Regions from separate parts of the Mus musculus genome. Here region 1 is linked to region 2. The links are chromatin contacts, called in public promoter capture Hi-C maps. All regions are on one chromosome and are shown on one strand. Each heading gives the region's core, a stretch centred on a gene start, on an enhancer-like site or on the middle of the called end of the contact. The rest is flanking DNA. Distances are from core to core; before and after follow the strand shown.

Evidence for each region. Promoter capture Hi-C pulls out the DNA fragments that hold promoters and counts their contacts.
Region 1: a promoter capture Hi-C map of pre-B cells shows a contact between it and region 2. The contact joins the promoter of Ei24 here to the promoter of Zfp560 in region 2. A contact is called at or near these places in 3 of 39 promoter capture datasets (cranial neural crest, maxillary cranial neural crest and pre-B cells).

The regions. Positions count from the first base shown.
Region 1 is chr9:36,795,783-36,802,490 of GRCm38.p6, forward strand. It overlaps Ei24 (etoposide induced 2.4 mRNA), which reads right to left and starts at 1,552. Exons shown (of 11, transcript NM_001199494.2): 1 at 1,431-1,552.
Region 2 is chr9:20,381,209-20,387,675 of GRCm38.p6, forward strand. It overlaps Zfp560 (zinc finger protein 560), which reads right to left and starts at 3,950. Exons shown (of 7, transcript NM_001004190.3): 1 at 3,809-3,950.

The sequences.
Region 1 (6,708 bases), core at 302-2,801, about 16 Mb after region 2:
CCTGCATCTGCTCCTTACGTCAAATCCTACCCAAATGTGCTCACCTAGAGAAGTTCCTAAGGTTAGGAAACATCTGTTACTACTCCCACTCCCCCCTCCTAAAAAAGCAGAAAAAGAAAACCTCAAGAGCTTCAATCATGTGTACAGAGAAAGCCAGTGCTCTAGGAGTTGTGGTAAAAAGCAGTCCATGACCAGGAAACTAGTAAATGTCCAAGACACTAAGGTATATCACAAATGTACCACCATCTTAAGCAACAACTTGCTCATCTACAAATAAAGGGTAGCATATTAAAATTCTTCACGGGATAGAGTACGACAGAATAAACAAAGCTGAAAAAATTCTGGATAAATGTAATCCTGTTAAAGAACACACCCGACTTGAGGTGAGAAAATCCATTACTCTAGTTTTCTCCAAGAGCCCAGACAGGGAGCTTCAAAATCTGTCATATCCCAGAACCACTGTGTTATTTGACTCCTTGGCAGATTAATACCCGGCTTCTTCATGTACCAACTAACAAAGTACCAGTGACCAAATAGAGCCTTTAAAGGAAAGGCCATTATTATACCGTGGGCCTAACAACTTTTCTATGGGAGAGAACATTTGGTATGAATTGCCCTGTTTAACAAATTGCTGAGACAAGCAGAAAAATAACCTTCCACGATTTGAGACCACACACTGACTGACACAAAGGGCTCTAACAACAGAGAAAACCAAGATGCATCATCTGGTTCACAATATTTTACATATAAACGGTTTGTCAACAGTGAGTGAAAGCTAATTACAACCAACTTTGGAACTTCAGTGTTCTAACCGAGACTGGACTTTTTGGCTTAAGCTTTGCAACGAGGATTTTTGTTTAACCCAAGCATCACCTTCCTTAAACCTTGAAACACTGCTGGCCAATAAATTTGACAGTCTTTAGAACCGATTAAGCACCTACTGAGACATACTCCTGCACTTTCATTCCGAAGCCACCAGATTCAAGTCCCGGAAGGGAGGAAGCCAGTGTTTCCCACTCCAGGTAGGGAAAAGGTAAACACCCTCACGCATCACCCGGCCACAGGCTGCCTCCTGGGCAACCTGGGGTACTCGGCCCCTTCTCTCCCGCAGCGTCGGGGCAATTGGGGTGAGAACCCGTCTTCCTCCCCAGCCACTGCCGCGCACAAGGTGCGGACCTCGCTCACTGAGGGTCACCGGAGCTAAAGATAGCCCCGCCGCACCTGGGGAAAGCCTGAGTCCCGCGCGCCGCCGCCAGGCCTGCCCCTGCCGCCTTTCGCGTCCCGGGCCCTTCGGGGGCCGGGGTCCTTGCCGCAGCCCCTTCCAGAACCTTAGGAACTAGCTCCGGCCTGCCAGCCCTCGATGGGCCCTGCCGCCCAGGCTGCGATTTGCAAGCGGCTCGAGCCCACTGCCCGCCGCGGCCTGCACCTACCCCGCCACCCTACCGCCGCGGCTCCAGCCAGGGCGCTCGCCCACCGAGGCTCGGTTCGCCTGCTCCGCGCCCGGCTGCCCGCTCCGCCCGGGCGCTCGGAGAGCCGGGGCTGCGCCCACACTGGGCATGCCCGGGCCGCACGGGGCAGCTGGGAAGTCGGGCGGGCAGCCTGCCGGTCGCTGGGCAGGGGCGGGGCTAGCGAGGTAGGGCGGGGCCATACCGGGGGGCGTGGTCTGGGAGCCTGGGAATTGTAGTTGGCTGGACCTCAGAGTCCAGACTCATTCTGGGTATCCAGGTCCAGGATTCTAGACCTTTGTTGCCTCCTAGTCAAACCCCTTCTCACTGTTGAGCGATCGTTAACCTCCTTAATCTATCTACACATCAGTGCTGGTCTTTCTGATATCCTTTAAGAACAAATGATGAAAACAATAAAATAGGAGACACCTTGATAATTTGGAGGCTTTCTATAAAGACTAATAAACCAGGTATGGTGATGCACACCTGAAATCCCAGCCCTTGGAAAGCTGAAGAGAAGAAATGGTCCAAATTCGAGTCCAGCCTTGGCTACCTAGTAAGTACCAGCCTTGGCAGAGCTGTGTAACAACATCTTGATTCAGAAAAAAACAAAAGCAAAAAACAAAAACTCAATAGAGTAATCAGTTATCATGCACATGCAAAAAGCCCTGGCTTCAAGTCCAAGAATTATATTACACAGGGCATGATAGTACAATCTCAGCACTTGGAATTTGGAGGCAAGAGATCAGAAGTTTGAGTGATTCAGAATATAAGGCATCAACCACTTAGGTAGCATTTAGTGCGGATTGTAATGATGGAATGGCTGTGATAAAAAACAAGTAGAGATTGCTGTTTTCAACTGGCTCATTTCTAGCCTGGCTCCATAATTTCTTGTCATGAAACTGTAGGAAAAGCCACTTTTACCCTTTTCAGGTTTCTCCTTTGAATTTAAGAAACAAAACCCAGAAAGAGTCAAGTATAAGAAAAGCATACAAGTTAGCTAGTGAGTTAGTAGTGACTGACATATAAACCCTGAGAAGGGAATGAAGAAGATTGGAGATGGGTTTTCTTTTATTTTTTGGAGGGGGATGGAGGGAGGCTGGAGACAGGGCTTCACTCTATAGCTCCGGCTGTCCTGGAACTCACTCTGTAAATCAGGGTGGCCTGCCTCTGCCTCTGCCTCCCAAGTGTTGGGATTAAAGGCATGCACCACCACCCAGTTAGTTTAGTCCAGAGGAACAGAACTTAATGAATATATATGGGGTTTATTAGAATGACTTACAGGCTGTGGTCCAACTAAACCAACAATGGTTACCTGTGAATGGAAGGTCCAAGAGTTCAGCAGTTGTGCACTTCACAAGGCTGGGTGTCGAAGCTGGTCTTCAGTACACGCTGGAATCCCAAAGTAGTAGGCTCTACTGCCAGTGGAGGAATGGACTTGCCAGTGAGAGCAAGAGCAAGCAGGAAAGCGTGAGTTCCCTTCATCCATGTTCTTTATATAGGCTGCCAACAGGAGGTGTGGCTCATATTAAAAAAGAGTCTTTCCACCTCAAAAGATCTTGGTTAGGAGTCCTCGCGGCTGGGTGTGGTGGGATGTACTCACTCCTTTAGCTCCAGTACAGGGAAGGCTGAGGATTAACATTAAATTCGAAACCTGGCATGGCGCACGCCTTTAATCCCAGCACTTGGGAGGCAGAGGCAGGCAAATTTCTGAGTTCGAGGCCACCCTGGTCTACAGAGTAAGTTCCAGGACAGCCAGGGCTACACAGAGAAACCCTGTCTCAAAAAACCAAAAAGGAAAAAAAAAATTAAGTTCGAGGACACCCAGGACTAACACCCTGTCTTGAAAATAGAACTAGCTGTGAGGACCAGGCTGGCCTTGAACTTAGAGGTCCACCTGCCTCTGCCTCCTGATGCTGGGACTAAAAGAGTGTGCCACCAGTTCCCAGCCCAAATGTTTTTAAATGCCATTGTGCAAAGAATGGCAGTTGTAGAGAAGTGGTGGGTGGGGCTAAAGAGAAAAAATCGCATTTTGATAAGGTTTGGTTTGTACCCCACCTATTAACTATTTTTTAAAAATCTAGCCCAGTTAGACGTGTATACTGGACAAGTGCTTTATCACTGAGCTAAATTCCCATCCCCTTCAAATTCCTATTCAAGTTACTTTTAGAGCAGCAACTCCCTGCTTTTAAGAGGGAAAGGAAGCCGGGCGTGGTGGAGTATGCCTTTAATTCCAGCACTCGCGAGGCAGAGGCAGGCGGATTTCTGAGTTGAGGCCAGCCTGGTCTACAAAGTGAGTTCCAGGACAGCCAGGGCTATACAGAGAAACCCTGTGTCGAAAAACCAAAAAATAAAAAGAGGGAAAGGAGAGGATAATTGCCCCTCTTGGCCTGGCAGTGTAGCTCAGTGGTAGAGACCTGACTAGTCTTCCTCTGGCCCCACCTTTAAGAGAACTCCTTTCTTGCTGGTTTTGTTTCACTTTTAAGTGCTCTTAGCTCACAATTGCCCTTATAGAAAAATGGCATCATTTAGGGTGGCCTATTTGCTTACTCTCTGAACTATTCTGCCTCTTCTAGAAGACTTTGTTCCCTACTCCCAATCTCTTCTATGGCTCTTCACTTCTTTTTCTTCTTATTTCCCTTTGCCTTCACCAATGCTTAGACCTGCTACTGATCGGGTCATCTATAGAATCAAATGCTTATTATAAGCCATTATTATTATTATTCCTACGTGGAAAGAACCTGAAACCCAGATGTCAAAGTCAATGGCAAAACAAATGCCCAGACCTCTCAGATATAGCATAAGTGAGGTGGCCATTGCTACAATACAACATCATGTCCAAAAGCAGCTTGAAGAGGAATGTATTTGGCTTACAGTTTTATATCACATTCTGTCAATGAGTTAAAGTCAGGACAGGAACTTGAGGCAGGAAGTGAAGCATGAAGGAACATTGCTTACTGACTTGCTTTACGAGGCTTGTTTGGTCTGCTTTCTTATAACACCGAGGCCCACCTGCCCAGGTGCAGGATTGCCCTCAGTGGGTTGGGCTCTCCACCCCAATCATTATTCAAGAAAATCCAGCCTTACAGACTTATCAACAGGCAATCTGATGGAGACATAGTCTCAATCAGGGTCCTCTTCCCAGGTGATTCTTTACCTAACAAACTGACAAAGAACTAATCAGGACAGCTCTCTTCTATTTCAGTGGACTAACATTATTCCCTGGCCCAAGTTCAAGAACCATTCTAGAATAAACTTCCCCTTTCCCTGGTGTGCCCAAATCTTAGCTTCTTGTTCAAATCAGCAAGATAAAATGGAGAAGGGATCAAAGCTTCCAAAAGTAAAGTCCCTGCTGGTTTCAGTGTTTGGCACAAATCTGAAATCATAGCATTGGAAAGATAAAGACTAGAGGATTCCAAGTTCAAAGCTAGCCTGGGCTATATGAGAAAACCCTGCTTTTAATATATATCTATACATATCCTGATGATAGTGGTTCAAGACTTTTGCCCTGTACAGGAAGACAGAGACAGAGGCAGGTGGAGCTGTGTGAGTTCAAAGACAGCCTCGTCTATTTGTAAGTTCCAGGCCAGCTAGGACTCTATAGTGAGACTCCGATTCAACATAATAATGATAACCATATCATCATTCTGGATTTACATATGGAAACACTTAAGGGGAGAAACTCTTGTTTTCTTGTTTGATTCAGCCATGGGCAATAATCTCTGCTTTGATGAAATAGATCTGGACCTGGGGATTTCCTCTCAAAGTTTCTATTCTCATAAGTCTTTTGACTCATTTACCCTACCACTATGATTCCCATAAGCTTTAAAACAGGCACATATGGGCTGTTTATAATCCTAGCAATCAGGAGGCCCAAGAAAGAGGATTGCAAGAAAAGTGAGGCCAACCTGAGCTATGTAAGCTACATAGAAAGACTCTGTCTCAAACAAAACAAACAAACAAAAAAATGGATTTTTTTTTGTTTTGGTTTTGGTTTTTGGTTTTTTCCGACAGGGTTTCTCTGTGTAGCCTTGGCCTGGAACTCACTCTGTAGACCAGGCTGGCTTCAAACCTCCTGCCTCTGCATCTTGAGTGCTGGGATTAAAGCATGTTCCTGCCCCGACACCCACCACCCCGGACTTTTATTTAGGGATTTTATTTTTACTAAAACAAGCAATTCATCTGCTGATGCTTAGAAATCTTATTATAAGAACATTTAAGTGGTTTTTGGACTGCAGGAGCAAGACAGACACAATGTAGGCCAGAGGCTGTTAGTTCAGGTGGTGGATCCACCGGAAGATTTCTAACATAGAATAGTTAATAAATGTAAGATGCTAGGCTCTGCGTCCAGCAATTGTGTTATCTGTTGATTCTAAAGAAGAAGAAGGAGAAGGGGAAGGGGAAGGAGAAGAAGAAGAAGAAGAAGAAGAAGAAGAAGAAGAAGAAGAAGAAGAAGAAGAAGAAGAAGAAGAAGAAGAAGAAGAAGAAGAAGAAAAGGAGGAGGAGGAGGAGGAGGAGGAGAGGAGGAGGAGGAGAAGAAGAAGAAGAAGAGGAGGAGGAGGAGGAGGAGAAGAACAAGAAGAAGAAGATTTAAGTGGATTAATAATAAACTGATTCTTGTAATTATCAATTACAAAGCAACAGCTCTTCCTTCAAACTTTATTCTTTCTTTAAAAAAATAAAATCACAGTTTAAAGCCAGGTATAGCTCTAGCAACTGGGAGTCTGAGGCTGGAGGATCACTTGAGCCCACAAATTCAGTTCCAGGTAGAATAAAGGCAGCAAGATCAAATCTAACTGACAAAGGAAAAAAATAAAATAAAAAGAAGCTGGGCGGTGGTGACCACACCTTTAATCCCAGCATTTAGCCAGGTGGATCTCGGAGCTCAAGGCCAGCCTGTTCTACAGAGTGAGTTTCAGGACAGCCAGGGCTACATAGAGAAATGTGTCTTTAAAAAACAAAAAAGAAGTGGGGCAGTGGTTGCACACACCTTTACTCCCAGCACCCAGGAGGCAGAAGCAGGCATATCTCTGTGAGTTCAAGGCCAGCTTGGTCTGCAGAGTGAGTTCCAGGATAGCCAGGGCTATACAGAGAAACCCTGTTTAGAAAAAAAAAAAGGAAAAGAGAGAGGGGGGGGGGGAACATAGGGCTGAAGATGTAGCTGTGTGCTACAGCACTACCCTAACATGAAGGAGGCTCTAGGTTTAGTTCCCTGAACTTCAAAGCAGAGGTGAAAATTGGTTGAAGTGGAAACTTAGGGTTC
Region 2 (6,467 bases), core at 2,700-5,199:
CGTGGAAAACCCACAATATAACTCACAGACCACATGAAGCTCAAGAGAAAGGAAGACCAAAGAGTGGATGCTTTAGTCCTACTTAGAAGGGAGAACAAAAAGATCAAGGTAGAGGGTGGGAAGGACTTGGGAAGAAGAGAGGAGGGGGGGTAAAAAGAGGGGAAGAATCAGGTATGGGAAGAGATGGAAGAGACATACAGAGGGTCAGGAAATTAAATAAAGGTGTGTAGCAATGGGGGATGGGGAACTGGGGGTAGCAACCAGAAAGCCCCAGCTGCCAGGAAAATAAGAGCCACCCAGGACCCCTCAGAGATGACATTAGCTGAAATACCCAACAAAGGAGAGGGAGAACCCGTCAAGACCATATCCAGAGGTTAGGCACACACACACCCCTTGAGGGATGGGGCCACCCACCCATCTCAAAATTTTTAACCCAGAATTGCTCCTGTCTAAAGGAAATACTGGGACAAAGAGTGGAGTAGAGACTGAATAAAAGGCCATCCAGAGACTGTGCCACATGGTGATCCATCCCACATGCAGACACCAAACCCAGACACTATTGTGGATGCCAAGAAGTACTGACATGAGCCTGATACAGCTGTCTCCTGAGAGGCTCTACCAGATCTTGACCAATACAGATGCGGATGCTCACAGCTAACCATCAACTGAGCACAGGAAACTCAAATGGAGGAGTTAGGGGAAGGACTGAAGGAGTTGAAGGGGCCTTATCTGGCATCAATGGGAGGAGAGGCCCTTGGTTCTGTGAAGGCTTAATGCCCCAATGTAGAGGAATGCTAGGGTGGTGAGGAATAAGTTGGGGGAGGGAGCACTCTCATAGAAGCAAGGTAAGGGGAGATGGGAAAGGGGGTTTTCCCCAGAGGGGAAACCAGGAAAGGGGATAACATTTGAAATGTAAGTAAATATCCAATTTTTTAAAAACGAATAAAAAGAAGAAACATTTAAAAAGAAACTTTAAAAGGAAAGTAGTTACTAATGACTGCTGTCTGCTGTACCAGGAAACTCCAAGAGCTGTGTGCAGCTACCCATGAAGAACAGGCTGGGTAAAAACTATAAGGAAATATGCCTTTACTTTGTGTTTAGTTTCTGTTTTAAGGAAGCGTGGACTTGGACTAATTATTCAGGATTCATAAAAATTATGTAAATTTAAGTATTTTTTTTTAAAGTTAACAATGGTCAAAGCTTTGATGATGTAGCTTCAGTATATAAAAGACTGGGTTCAGGCTCTCTGTCAAGAGAAGGCAAAAGAATAAAAAGGAAGAAGGAAAAAGAATGAGAAGAATGAAGCATGAATATATGTGATGCTCATACATACATGTAGGCAAAACACTCATATGCAAAAATAAAAACAAATAAAATCCTTACAAATAAAGACAAAAAAGATTTCTAATGTTCCTAACACAAAAGAAACATGTTTGAGGCTGCAGACAAGCCAACTATCCTCATCTGGTCATTACACTTGTACAAATGCTGCTCAAATAGTGCATCATACACAAAAATATGCAATCCCTAAGTATCAAGAAAAATAGTAAATAAAATCAGTTAGTAAATATTATAAATAAATAGCAATGGCATGTATCTCCAGGTACCAACAATTCTTTCTTCTTGGTATTTAACAAGACAAGTTCTTAAATGGCCTATATAAGCCCCCACTCTACACAGACACCATCAACCTAAAGGGAGTTGAAATATACACAAACTGAGAGCAACAGTGTTCTCAATTTCAAGTTCTTCATTTAAATCCTCAAATGGTACTTTTATATGCCAGGTCATATACATCGCCACTTGATTCAGATTAAGGGGACAGGGATGTATCTTTATGATTTAGCTCTTGCTAAAACATATCAGTTAAAAATGCATGAGTTCAGTCAATCTTGCTTTTAGATTAAAGCTATGCCTGGGGAATCCCACTAAATTGAAACATCTCAAGCTAATGAATAAATACAGAAGAAAACAATACACAGGCTTTACTTGAACTTTATCCTTGCTTAGATTTCTCACAGTCATAGTGTTTACTGTAGAAAAGCATTCCATTTTGGCCTTAAACCTTCTAATATAGGAGACAGTAAAATAAAATCAAAGATATTCCTACTTGTTGGCTTGATAAAATGGTCGCATAGATCCCTAGTTAAAACAACTAAGAGAGACAATACACAAAAATAGGGAGCTTAGGGTTAAATTTTATATTAAAAACAATTCTAGGAGGGTGATTATCTATCTCTATTGTTTCTCCATCTGTGGCCAACTTTGCTTGCTGAAATCCAAATATTAAAGGGCATCTATTAACATCTTACTATAACCTTGATTTGCTGGTACCACCACCTAGCCCCCTAGAAGCAATACTCGTGAAATTACTGATTCCATACATTCGACATCTGGTAATTACTGAACTCCAATAAATTCTGTAGTGTCTACTTCAATAGCTTCTCAGCAGAGTTTGCTTCCACCTCCAAAGTGAAATAGTACTCATTTTCCAGGTGACCTAACAGAACTGTCATCAAGCACTATCATTGCAAGCAAGAGCGCTGCGGCGAGACCCAACTTCTTCAGGAACACGAGTGTAACATTACACTGGCGAGTTAATAATCTAAAGTAAAGGGCATCAGAGGGGCTGAGAAACTCCTGACTCAGCATACTGACTAGAAAGCCAACACTGAAGAGAACATGATCTGCAGTCAGGAGCCAGGGAAAACCTTACAAAAACACTCAACATATGATAAAGCAACTACTGGCATGTCTCCGTCCTAAGACTACAAAGAACAAACATACAGATGAAATTTCCAGTCTCTTTTCTGCCCTCTCAAACCCCAAGCCCCTCGACACACACTCTCCACCTTCCCAGGAAAGGACAACCTCCTTCTGCTGAGGTCTCCTCTCTCTTTCATTATCATACTGCCTCTGTCAATCCTAACAAACAAGAACAATGATCTCCAAAGAGACTCAGGTGACACACTGAAAAAGGCAGTCCCAACACTCGCTAATACTTTAGGAAGAGGGAGAGATGACTATTTCCCACTCCCTTCAGCATCACTAACTCCAACATCTAGTATTTTTGGATTAAATCGCCATTTTTTTCTTTATTTTACCTATTACCATACAAAGACAGGAAAAATATAGCCCTCAACTTTGAGTCTTCATCAATTTGCAGTCTCATATTTATTTCCTTTATTAAATATTAAGCTTCTCCAATTGCTACAAGCTGCCCAAGAATATAGGCTGAATTTTGTCGCTTTGCCATAACCAACTATCCACATATACAAGAAATGACCAAATAAAACACCCATAAATAAATAAATAAAAACACTAATAAGTCATGTAACCACTTCCACAATGGAACATGTTATTTTGGGGAAACACATATTTTTCTGGTCATTGTCATTATTTGGTTCAGGATCAACTTTTATTTCCTTTAAGGCCAGAGCTATTTTTTTTTTCCATCAACACAACTCACCCAAACATTTTTTGCAGAAATAAATCAACCCGAATACTTCAATAGTCTCCACCCATTCCTCCTACAGGTCCTTGTTTTGAATCCTGTAGGTAGGGCCTAAGAAATTCCGCTACAATGAGTGAATACTGGTTTAAGGTTTTGTTTGTTGTTTTTTGTTTTTCCAGTACACACGCGTTTACAAGCACACCGACAACTAAAGAGATGGCTTTCTACCCAAATGTAACTAAGTGTTGGAAACAAATAAGGGACGTGCGAAGAGGATGCCGTATTTCTGACGACACACGCGTTTGTAAATACAAGGTGGCAAAGCCCTCTCAACAGCTTTCACCTCGCACTCACCTGAACTCGCCAATTCCTGAAAATAAAGACAGAGAACCAAGCGCGCAGCGGAGGTTCCGGCCGCGCTGGCCCGCACAGCCCGAGGAAGTGCAGCCGCCGAGGGGCGGACCCCGCCTCTGAGGAACAAAGGAGCTTCACACCCTAGAGCTCGCGCCGGAAGAGTCGGAAGGTAACACCGCCAACGGCACTTCCGCTCCCGGCCTGGGGCTGCAGGACCAGTTCCGACCACTGCGCGGGCTGTTTGGAAGACGTTCAGAGCAAGAATTTATTTAGTGTCGCCAGCGTCTCATACAAGTTGACGACCACAGAGATGGAAAAAGAACTCTGCAACCAAGGGCTGGAGCGTAAGAGACTGCGGAGGGCGGCTGATGTCACTGCTGTTTTCTTCGACTTAAGTGTCCTCCGGCTTCGGGCGCTTCAGTTTACCCTGAGTTTACGCCCCTTCAGGCAGGGCAGTTACCGATTCCTGCCCCAAGAGTGGCTTTACCCCAACTCGATTTAGAGACTGCTGGCCTGACAACCAGACCAACGACTGGAGTTGTGCCCGTGTGGACACAGGACAGACCTGTCAAAGCGCACACGTCACCCAGTGTTGCTCCTGTTAGGTTTGTGAGCCTTAATGCACCCACTTAAGTATCCAGGTACTTGTGTCTCTAGTCACAGAATTAGACGAGAAACACGCCTTTCGAAGTAAAGACAGTTTATTACGAAAAGGAAAGTAGGGTGGATGAGATGGCTCACAGAGTAAAGAAGCTTGCCTCCAAGCCTGATGATAACCTCAGTTCAAGACCCGATGAGCGAGCCGAACTTCCACAAGTTGTCCTCAGGCCGGCACACGTGCACCTGCACTCTTAACCACATTATACAAAATAATAACTAAAAGAAAATTGGGACCAGGCATAGTGACCCACACTTTTTTTATTAGATATTTACTTTATTTACATTTCAAATGTCCCCTTTCTTGCTTTCCCCTCCGAAAACCCCCTATCCTTTCTCCCCTCCCCCTGCTCACCAACCCACCCACACCTGCTTCCTGGCCCTGGCATTCCCTAAACTGGGGCATAGAACCTTCACAGGACAAAGGGCCTCTCCTCCTATTGCTGACCAACTAGGCCATCCTCTGCTACATATGCAGCTGGAGCCATGAGTTCCACCATGGGTACTCTTTGGTTGGTGGTTTAGTCCCTGGGAGCTCTGGGGGTACTGGTTAGTTCATATTGTTATTCCTCCTATAGGGCTGGAAACCCCTTCATCTCCTTGGGTCCTTTCTCTAGCTCCTTCATTGGGGACCGGACTCTTTTGAGACCCACACTTTTTTAAATTCAGAGTTTGCAAGAGTCGGAAACAGTGTGAGTTGAGTCCAGTCAAGTCTACATAAATAGTTTCAAACTAGTCAGGAATATAGGGTCACACACAAGAGAAAGAAAGGAAGGAAAGGGCTTAAAGGGGGTGAGGAGCACTCTTGAGAATGGGAGTGGTCTAGAGAGCAAAGAGCCTAGAAAATGAAATCTGTTCCTTATGACCCTTATCATGACATTTATATAGTACCTGCCACTCCTAAGTATGTGAGGGCTTCTTTTGAGCATGCTTCATATATGTTGTACATGTTATATAAAAAGACTTCCATGAGGAAGTCTTTTTCTGCCAACTGGCTTTTATATGTTTAATATTACTGTAACTCTTACAGTCTCTCCTGTCACTACATTCTTCTAGTGACTGTATGTTCCTAGATCTTTACTAAAGCAGAATAGAAAGATGAAAATTTGGGGGGACATGAGTAGGAAAAGCCTGAAAAAGTAGGTTTATCTTCTTGTTCCTGCTAATAGACTCAGAATAAACTGTAGACTCTGGGGAAGGGGAGTGTCTTACTACTTTGGCTTTGCTAAATGTTGTTGTTTGTTAATTTTTCTTTCTAAATGTTTGTACCCATATATTGATGCTCCTCTCAACCCTGGCCTTTCACTCACCACCCCCAGTGGGCAGTGGGTAATGCAGAGACTTATAATAGATCAAAGTGCTAAGAATAAGCGACTCTTCAGTTCTCGGCCTTAAATAGGAAATCAGTATCCTTCTTTCCAAGGCCCATGAAACATCGAGGAAACAAGGGTTAAATGAATATAAACTGGAGGATGGAAAGGAGTATTGTGAACACTGTGTTCTAGACATGACCAAAACACCCATGAGCTCCTAAGAGCAATGGCTGGGCACATCAACTGGAAAGACACAGGATGTCCTACAGGAAAAGTTCTTTAAGTCACAGGTTATTTACTAAGAGGTGAAATATTCTGTCCTGCAGGGAAGTTCCTTAAGCTCAGGAAGTAAACAACTCAGGGGCATCAGGAAGTTCCTGAAATAGATCAGATTCACTAGGTCCCTTCTTTTCCAAGTGTGTATTAGCAGTAAGGACTACTAAGAGATAATCTCAAGCTGGGCTGCCTAGAAGAGGCTCATGCCAGGTGAGCAGCCTGGAAGAAACAGAGATTAACCATGCTGCCTAGAAGAGACTTATGATACCCTACCTAGAAGGGACATTCTTTAGCCTGTTACTCAGCCTGCAGGCTGTGCAGTATGCCCCAGGTTCCCAGCATTTGTGAGCCATCATCCATGTTGGGGTGGGCTTTGGTGGGATAGCTATCTTGGAGTTATTTCCACTCCTATA